Linked DNA regions of Gossypium hirsutum: all the other regions are linked to region 1. A link is a contact called in public Hi-C data. All regions are on one chromosome and are shown on one strand. The core of a region is the stretch at or near the end of the contact, and the rest is flanking DNA. Distances in the headings are between cores, read along the strand shown.

Region 1 (2,928 bases), core at 404-2,903:
TTCTCGATTCGTTTGGAAGTTTTCTTCACATTGTTTCACATCCTTTGCCCAAGCAGGAAAATTTTCTACCTTGGAAGAAGCAGCACTGATTTTTTCTCTCTTCCCATGGTCTTCCTCACCTCTCCCCATTGAAATTCAATGCTGAAGAAAAAGTTCTTCAAGTAATTGAAGAAAAATCAAAATAGCTTAAGTTAAAAGTTGAAACTTTACTTCCTATCTTCAACAGTGGACCTGAAAGCAAAAAAAAAATTAAAGTAACATCTTGATCAACAAAGTAAATTAACAAAAACCCAGTAAGCATTAAAAATTACCAATCTATTTGTCCCCAAAACAATAAGAAAAACAATAAAAGAGTAAATAAAGAATACCGCTTTCTTCCATTACCCATTCCACTTTTTCTTTTTCTTTTTTTTTTTACAAATTTATACATTAGAAACAATTAACCAAGGAGTAAAAAACTGGAGTTACCCAGAAGCATCTCTGATTTCCGGTTCAACCACTTGAAAGGATGGGGCAGCATAAATTATAAAAAAAAATCAAAATTTTTCAAAAAGAAGCAAAGGGAAATCAGTATAAAAGAAGTATATGAGAAAATAATTCTAAAGATATTAACATGTTTAATAAGCAGGTTTTAGTTTCGTGTTCAGCAAGACTTGGCATCCAATATTGATAGAACATTTCCTAAATAGAAAAGGCGATGCAAAAAACAATTCCTGCATGCTAAGGTCGTCATTTTCATGATTTATACATGGGAAAGCTGCGCTCAAAGTTGCTTAAAACTTGACAAAAAAAAAAGAAATCATTATATAGTTCTGGTTTGGCACTAAAAGAGAAACAACCCAAGGTCGGTTTTGAGTTTGACCAAATCAAAATTGGAAATTTTATCGTTAAGAGCGACTTCAATATCACCAGATCGACAGATGAACACCCATCCAAACCAGACAAACATTCAGGGAATAAAAATGAAATACTCAAAGATCTAACCTTAAACTGAATGAAGAAGATGTGAAGAACCGAAGAAGAGAACAGAAAGAGTCTGAGGAGCAGTTGGACAGTTAAAAGGACGAATTAAAGAAAAAAAATAATTGAAAATCAATCGGATGCCCTAAGGGCCCCAGTTTGGGCCTTTCAATCTATGATCACTTGGGCTAAAAAGAGTCCATATCAATGAAATATTATATCATTTCCGGTTTTATTAGATTTTTAACTGCTTTTCATCGTATATATTTTATTCGTTCTTGATTTCCACCTTGTCTCCCATTTTCACTGATCCAGTCTCTTTATTCTTTAAGCACTTCTATGTTTCACTTCCAACAAAGAAAACAGTTCTAAATTTCGATTGAATCCATAAATCCGATCTCATTTTTTATCATTGAATTTCTCCCAAATTATCTGTTCATTAAATTTTCTCAGCAACCAAACACAATAGAAATTATATGAATCAAAAGTAAAAATAAAATAAAAAATAAAAAATGCTTACCAAAATCCTGGAGTTTCTCTGTTTCCACTCAGCTTCTGATTCTTTCTCTTTTTTTCTTTTTTACTCTGTAATTTTTTTAAAAAGAATTTTTTTCTTTTAATTACAGTTTTGATCTTTGGGATCTTAATAAATAGAAAGGAGAGAGAGCGATTCAATGGCTAGAAAACATCGCTTTCTCCTCTATCTCTATGTGCGTATTCTCTTTTGTCTTCTTAGAAGGACCTAGATTCCACAGTGCCTTAACTAATAAGGCATTGCCACGTGTTCATAGATCAAACGATAGGCCCACGTTAAGTGATCGCTTTTCATGCCCTTTCCCATGTGGCAAACAAATAGGGGCGACCTTTTTGTTTCAATGTTTGTGGCCTCCCACACTGAATCTCCCCTTTCGTAAAGGTGCACACTTTTCTTTCTTTCTTTTTCAAGCAATTATAATTACAAATTATATTGTTTTAGCTAGTAAAATTTTCATTTTTTTTAATAACATACCATAGTACAATTTATTAATAGTTTATAAATTCATCAAATGCAAACTTTCTAATTAATGCTTAAAAAATTTCCTATTCCTTTCCTACTTCCCTTGCTAGTAAAGAATTTGGGGTTGATATAAGAGATAATATATAATTTGGGCCCTAGACTTATTTATTTGTATCTAGATGGTTCTTAAATATTTTTGGATTCAATTGGTTCTTAAACTTGTATTCCATCAATCAAGTTAGTCCATTCACACTAACATCATTAGTTTGTGTTACCATAGCATTTCTAGTCAATGTGGTGATGTCATGTGGCAACATCTCAGAAGGCAAACATAATTTATATATTTATATTTATATATTTTTAATTTATGTTTGTTACTTAGCACATTGAGAGGTCATCGCATGGCTCCATCGAATTAGTTAGGTCCAAAATAAAGTTTAGGAACCAATTAAGGATAAATGGATAAGTTAAGGGGTCAAATATTCTATTGATTTGTGTGACCATTCTAAGTTGCTTTTTTTTTTATTATTGGGGGTTTTCTTGTGGGGACATAAAGATGGCGTGATAGAGTTTCTTCTTGCAATTGAGTGTATATTTACAAATTTAAAAAGGATTTTCTTCTATATGCCAACTTTTCCAGTGCTAGGAAACTAACATGAATTTTATTTATTCAAAGATGAAAATGTGAAAAGTCAAATTTGGATATGGAATGTTTAAACAAGTCAAGTTTGCTTTTAATTCTATTTTGAAGAAATAATTCATTATAGGATTACCCAAGCTATCCTTCACTGTTATTTGAGCTTAGGTAAATGTCATATGTATATATATATGCGCTCATATGAATATACTCAAGAAAAATTAATGTTACCAATTAAACTTGGCACAATTAGTGAAAGTACTAGAGATTTTGAGCATTGAGTACTTAGATTTAAGATTTATTATGTGTAATTATAAGTGTAAATTTTTGAATT
Region 2 (3,077 bases), core at 352-2,851, 160 kb before region 1:
TCTTTCCAATAAACTCTGAATGCTAGCCAACCTGTGCAAAAGTTGTTTTTCCTCGACCCAACGTGACCGTATACGATTTTATTCCAGACCGAAATATTAGCAGAGAAAGAAAAGATGGCCTCAAACATGCTGCCATTAAAATTCCATTTGTCTTTAACAAAATTAGAAAAGTCTTTATGTTTAGTCCAACCTGCCAAAAACTGAAACAGACGTCTTACGAATGTATGAGACTTCGGTCTAAGTGAGAGAAGAATGGGTTGATGATCTGACTTGATTTTGGGAAGGTGGGAAATCATGCAATAAGGAAAAATTTTGATTCAATCATCATTTCCAATGGCTCGATCAAGCCTTTCAAAGACCCTACCCCTCTGCCAAGTAAAGGTTGGACCCTTGAAGCCTAAATCTTACATGGCCAAAGAATCCACAAAATCCCTAAAGAAAGAACAATGTTTACCATTCCAGCGACCTCCAAAATTTTTACTCTCAGAAAGAATGGCATTAAAATCCCCTATATCCATCCAAGGAACCAGCTTAGAAGGGAACAACCTCTTAAAATCCCCCAAAGAAATTTTTGTTTTGTCTTATTCGGGCTTCCATACACAAAAGCTATAAAAACACCTTCAGATAAACTGTTACTAAGAACACGAGTCAAAATAAATTGAGGGTTATTCTTGACTATCTCAACTTTAACAGAGTCCTTCCAACCAATCCATATACCCCCAGAAAAACCCACTGCTTCTACTCGATGAGAATTTTGAAAGCCTAATTTAGCAATAACCACATCAACTTTAAAACCACTAGTTTTGGGTTCCAATAAACTGACAATGTCTGGCTAGTATTCCAGATTATATTCTTTGAAGGCACGAGGAAAATTAATCCCTGCACATCCTTGGCAATTTCATAACATAACAGAAAATTTTAAATCCATTATAAAATTGTAAAAAAAAAACAAATAAAAAAAAACCTTATTGCCTGTCTTGTTCCATCGTAACTGGGACTTCCACAATTTCCCCTGCTACCCCTTACCAGTATCAGAAGCAAGTTGTGTCGATATAAAGTCAACCATGGAGTTGACTGACTCAGCTAAGGGAACCCGTGAAGAGCTGGACACTTTAAAATTTCTTTTCGGACCGCAAAATATTTTGTTAAAATTCTTTCCATGCCGACTATCATTCACTTTCCTTCCACTATTACTATCACTTTGGAGCGAAGACGATCTCACCACAGAAGCGAACCCGTTTCCAGCTTTTGAAATGGTTGGGTTGAGAGAGCCATTTTCTTTAAAAATTATATCGCTATGCTTCCCTGCATCAAGCAGCCCTTCTTTGACCCCCACTTCCAATTCGATTGTACCTCCAAAGGTGGGATTAAAGTGAGACGAATTTACATTAGGAATAACGGAATTTAAAAAATCACCATTTAAATTTTCAATGTCTATTGTTGGAAATTTCTTTCCAATGGCCAGAGACGAATTTGTAGAATTTTGAAACGATAGCAAACAATCTTCCAATTTGTGTTTTGAACTCTTTAAGCCCACTCTTTCGGTATTGTTAGCATGATCCCTAAGGATCTCAATCGAACCCGGGGCAGACATATCTTTTAGCCCAATCCGCAACCCAACCTTGTCTCCAATAAATAGCTATTCAATAAAAGGGGCTTTCCTCAACCCAATCTCTACATTGCCTGAAAACTTGATTGGCCTAGAAGTGGGTCATTTTCGATTAATTTACATAAATAATGTAAAAAATTAATTTCTGGGATTAATTAGGAAAATAGTATGTTTTTTGGGTGGAGCTTTTCTGCCACCACTTTTTTATAATATTTTTTTTTTGTTTTTATAAAGAAATAATTTTTTTTAAAATGTATATATTTATACGGGTCAAAATATGGGTTGAAAATATTTTATTATAAATTGTTAGTTATTTTGTTAGTGTTTTGTGTTTTGTGATTTTTTAGTAATGTAAAATATTAAAAAAATATTTTTATAGTTATTTCGTTAGTAATTTATAATTAGTTTACAAATTGTTAGTGTTTTGTGATTTAATAGTAATGTAAATTCTTTTTTTTAATGTTATAGTTATTTTGTTAGTAATTTATGATTAGTTTATAAATTGTTAGTGTTTAGTTTATGGTTTTGTGATTTTTTAGTAATTTAATTTTTAAAAATAATAATTTTATAGTTTTTTTTGTTAGTAATTAATGATTAGGTTATATAAATTGTTAGTGTTTAGTTTAGTGTTTTGTGATTTTTTATTAATGTAACTTTTTTATAATGTAATTTTATTTTTATTTGACAATTTTTATTGATAGGAGTCACCAGTGGCGCCTACCAGATAGACACCACCTATCCCATGCCACATTTGTATATATATACAGGTCATGTATTGAACCGGAAAAAAATAATACAAGTGGTGGCGCCTATGAGAAAGGCTTTACTCAAAAAAAATACTATTTTCGTAATTAATCTGACTATAACTCATTTCAAAAATTAATTTTTTTTATATTATTTATGTAAATTAACCGTCATTTTCCTACTCCAGAATTAGAGGTTTGAAAAGCAATCCCACGCCTATTATTCTCCAACGTTCCCTTTCCTTGTCAATAAGTTTCCTTCAAAATCCCTTCCAATCCGCAGTCCTACTGATTTGCAGCAGTCATAATGCTATAACGGGAGCCAGAAAAATATTTTGCCTTGATTCCATCCCCAGATCCCCGAATATCCCTAAGATTACGCCTTGATTTTTTTTCAACAATCATCCAATAGCCAAAGTTCGTTGATTCAGTCTAACCGCCGGCCGCCTCAAGCACTGCAGCATCTTTCCCATTTCCAGTCACTACAACCTGTTCACCCTCCTCCACCAAACCACTTTTAGTAGAAGGGCATAAATCTTTTCCATGTCCGTATATATCGCAGGCAAAGCAAACAATCGGCAAAGATTCATATTCAATCCTTTGAATAACACCATTGATTAGAATTTGGGAAACCAGGGGTTTATCAAGATTAATGAATATAACTGTAACAGGTCAATTTTGACCTGGGTCTAAAGACCCAAAACAGATGAACATGAAGTCCAAAT
Region 3 (2,760 bases), core at 82-2,581, 200 kb after region 1:
CTCAGGTAAAATTATGGAATTAAATTACAAACAAAGATAAAATCAACTTTTTCACATTAACAAAGTCAATTGTTAACATTTGTTCATAATGAATGTCAGCAGTTTTAACGTTATTTCTAGGAAGATTTTTGGGTATATAACACATTTAAAATCAAAATATTGTTAAATAAAATATTTTTGAACTTTTTAAAATTTTTTTGGAACAAAAAAACACTTTTTTAATCAAGAACAAAAATAAAAGAATTTAATTTTTGTTTAAAAGTATGATTAACAGACAAGTATAATTGTTGCACGTACGAGAAACAACATCTTGTTGACCAGTGATAGAGGTCACAAGAATACGGCAATGAAACTGAGAACAAATGAAGTGGGTCGTCCTTAATACTAATTACTATGAATAAGTTAGAGATATCTTAGTTTATTGAAATAAACTTGGATTAATTTATACACATTGTGAAGCTGCTGCCTCTCTGCCGGTGCCGATCCCATATTTCCCGCTCTATTGTTAATCATTATGGCGATTCGAATGTTGATATTCTTTTAATAGACTGAATCGGATTATATCACCACTTTAAGAACCTGGTACACAATAATTGTATATGAATAAATTGGATTAAATATGCCTTATATTTATTTATAGGTATATCAAATTTGACTAAATTATTAATAAGTTTACTTTTTAATTACTCAATTTAAATAAGTTACAAAATAATAATTAAATTATTCGAAAGTTTTCATTTAAGTCACTGGACTATTAAAATAGATGTCGTATGACTTTCTCTATTTACACTCCCTACACTACTAGAAAAGTGCTCACCTTCCCATTCTCTTTTACATTCCAATTTATTTTTTCCATGAAACAACTTTAAACATTAAAATCTGTGAACCAAAATCTAAACAACTTTCTTCTCCTATCTCTAACATTGATTGTCGGATCGACTTGGATCTAAAGAATGTTCTTCTATTTTCAATGGATACTGATCCACTATATCGATTATCGAATCGTCGCTTGGAGCTTACTAACTAGAGTTTTTTTTTAAGAAAAAAAAAACCTTAATAGCTCAATGACTTAAATAAAAATTCTAAATAGTTTAGTGACTTAAATGAAAACTTTTGAATAGTTTAGCAACCATTTTGTAACTTCTTGAAGTTGAGTGATCAAAACGTAAACTTACTAATAGTTTAATGACATTGGGCGTAATTTACCCTAATTTTAATTTTTTTTCCCTTCTCTTTCTCTTTCTCTCTCCTTAATCCACCAATTATAAAAACGGATTAGTTGGCCTTATAATGATAAGAAAGATCCTTATTACTCTTTTGTAACTCTATTTCAGCTTTTCTTCCTCAAAACTATACCATATTTACCTCAACAAAACTTCAGTGTGTCATGAAAGGAATGCATCTTTTCTGTGCTTTTCCAACTTCCATAGCCACCTGATCACACTTGGACCATCGCTCCATGGTTCGCCATGGCCATAGGCCTCTTGATCCTCAAAAGTCTAAGCCATATTCACCTTGCTCATCACAACTGCCTATAATTCTTACGACTAGAAACAAGTCTGTTAAGCCAAGCGATGTACATCGTAAACGCTCAGCCCATATTCATGATCTAACTAATCCTCCAACCAACGGTTCCACAAGATATCTTCTAAGTGATAGGCCTTTTATCGATTGTTTATCAGACTCTGACCATGTCACAGCAAAGCCTAAGCATGTGGTGGTTTTGAGGGTATCAATCCACTACAAAGGATGTGAAGGAAAAGTAAAGAAACAAATCTCGAAAATGAAAGGTCAGTTTCAGCAACAGATTGAAAAGCTTTTGCTTATATTATCTGACCATGCTTTTGCAACATGTTTGTTAATGTTAAAGCAAAGTATAAACTTTAAGTAGTTATTATTGGTCGTAAGAAAAATGCAGTATCATATTTGAATCTAGGTAGACATGGTGTTATTCAACATTTATTTTGTTTGCAGGATTGATATCATTTAGTATAGATTTGGCCACAAAGAAAGTGACGGTAATTAGCGATGTAACACCTTCAAGCGTTCTAGCAAGCGTGTCCAAGGTGAAGAATGCACAGCTCTAGTCATCTCCATCTGTATCTCCACCGTGGTCAAACCAATTACTGATTAAAATTACTCGAATTCCAAACTTGCTAGATGTAAACTCTAATAATGCTATTAGAATTTGTAGTTGGTGTGGTGTAACGGGCCTCGACCCAGCCCTTATGCCAAGCACGAGCAGTAATGAAGATTCCTGTGACAAACCGTTAGAAAGCAACAGACCCCAGCGTGAGATAAAGACACATGTGGTCCTGCGTGGGTACGTGGTGGGCTAACCACAATTTAGGTACAATTCTGGTAAATAGCATTGGGTACTATTGTATAAATATGCAGGGGTACTACCAGGTGAAGGCATGAAATTATTCAATAGCTGCTACCTCCTTCTTTCTCTCAGCTAGTACAAGATGTACTAAGCTTTCTATTCTCTTCTTTAATCCCTCATTTCTGTCATAGCCTTGTAACTTGCCTCATTTGTACTCATTGGTTCAGAAAATAGTAAAAACTTTCCCTTTGAGACTATAATTGCTTGTACCATGTTTTAGTTGTTACATTTGGTGCTCTCGTTATCTCCACCTTCCCATAGTAGACAACACTTGTCTTGCTCGCCTCAACACAGCTGTCACCACCATACAACATGACCTTTCCGCCTAAGCCACCGTCCTAAACAACCAATCCACCGTCCTGAGCTCTCTTCAA

What was found. Hi-C and Micro-C count contacts between places; a contact is called where the count stands out from the background.
Region 2: a Hi-C map of hypocotyl shows a contact between it and region 1, with 1.6 times the contacts expected there. The contact joins the enhancer-like site here to the promoter of LOC107954090 in region 1. A contact is called at or near these places in 2 of 34 Hi-C or Micro-C datasets (hypocotyl and leaf).
Region 3: a Hi-C map of leaf shows a contact between it and region 1, with 2.7 times the contacts expected there. The contact joins the promoter of LOC121219410 here to the promoter of LOC107954090 in region 1. A contact is called at or near these places in 2 of 34 Hi-C or Micro-C datasets (both in leaf).

What each region holds. Positions count from the first base shown.
Region 1 is chrD07:12,861,749-12,864,676 of Gossypium_hirsutum_v2.1, forward strand. LOC107954090 (calcium-transporting ATPase 1, endoplasmic reticulum-type) reads right to left here and starts at 1,654. Exons shown (of 9, transcript XM_041097517.1): 1 at 1,481-1,654; 2 at 1-231. The coding sequence starts at 129.
Region 2 is chrD07:12,700,885-12,703,961 of Gossypium_hirsutum_v2.1, forward strand. No RefSeq gene overlaps it. Among protein-coding and RNA genes, the nearest start is that of LOC107956627, 12 kb to the left of the region's middle. Within about 2 kb of position 1,602, at least 9 of the 9 cell types and tissues checked have an H3K27ac peak or open chromatin away from gene starts, as enhancers often do. A contact at or near this core is called in hypocotyl and leaf, where this site is marked.
Region 3 is chrD07:13,058,587-13,061,346 of Gossypium_hirsutum_v2.1, forward strand. LOC121219410 (protein SODIUM POTASSIUM ROOT DEFECTIVE 2) reads left to right here and starts at 1,332. Exons shown (of 2, transcript XM_041097522.1): 1 at 1,332-1,790; 2 at 1,975-2,760. The coding sequence starts at 1,460. The coding sequence ends at 2,087.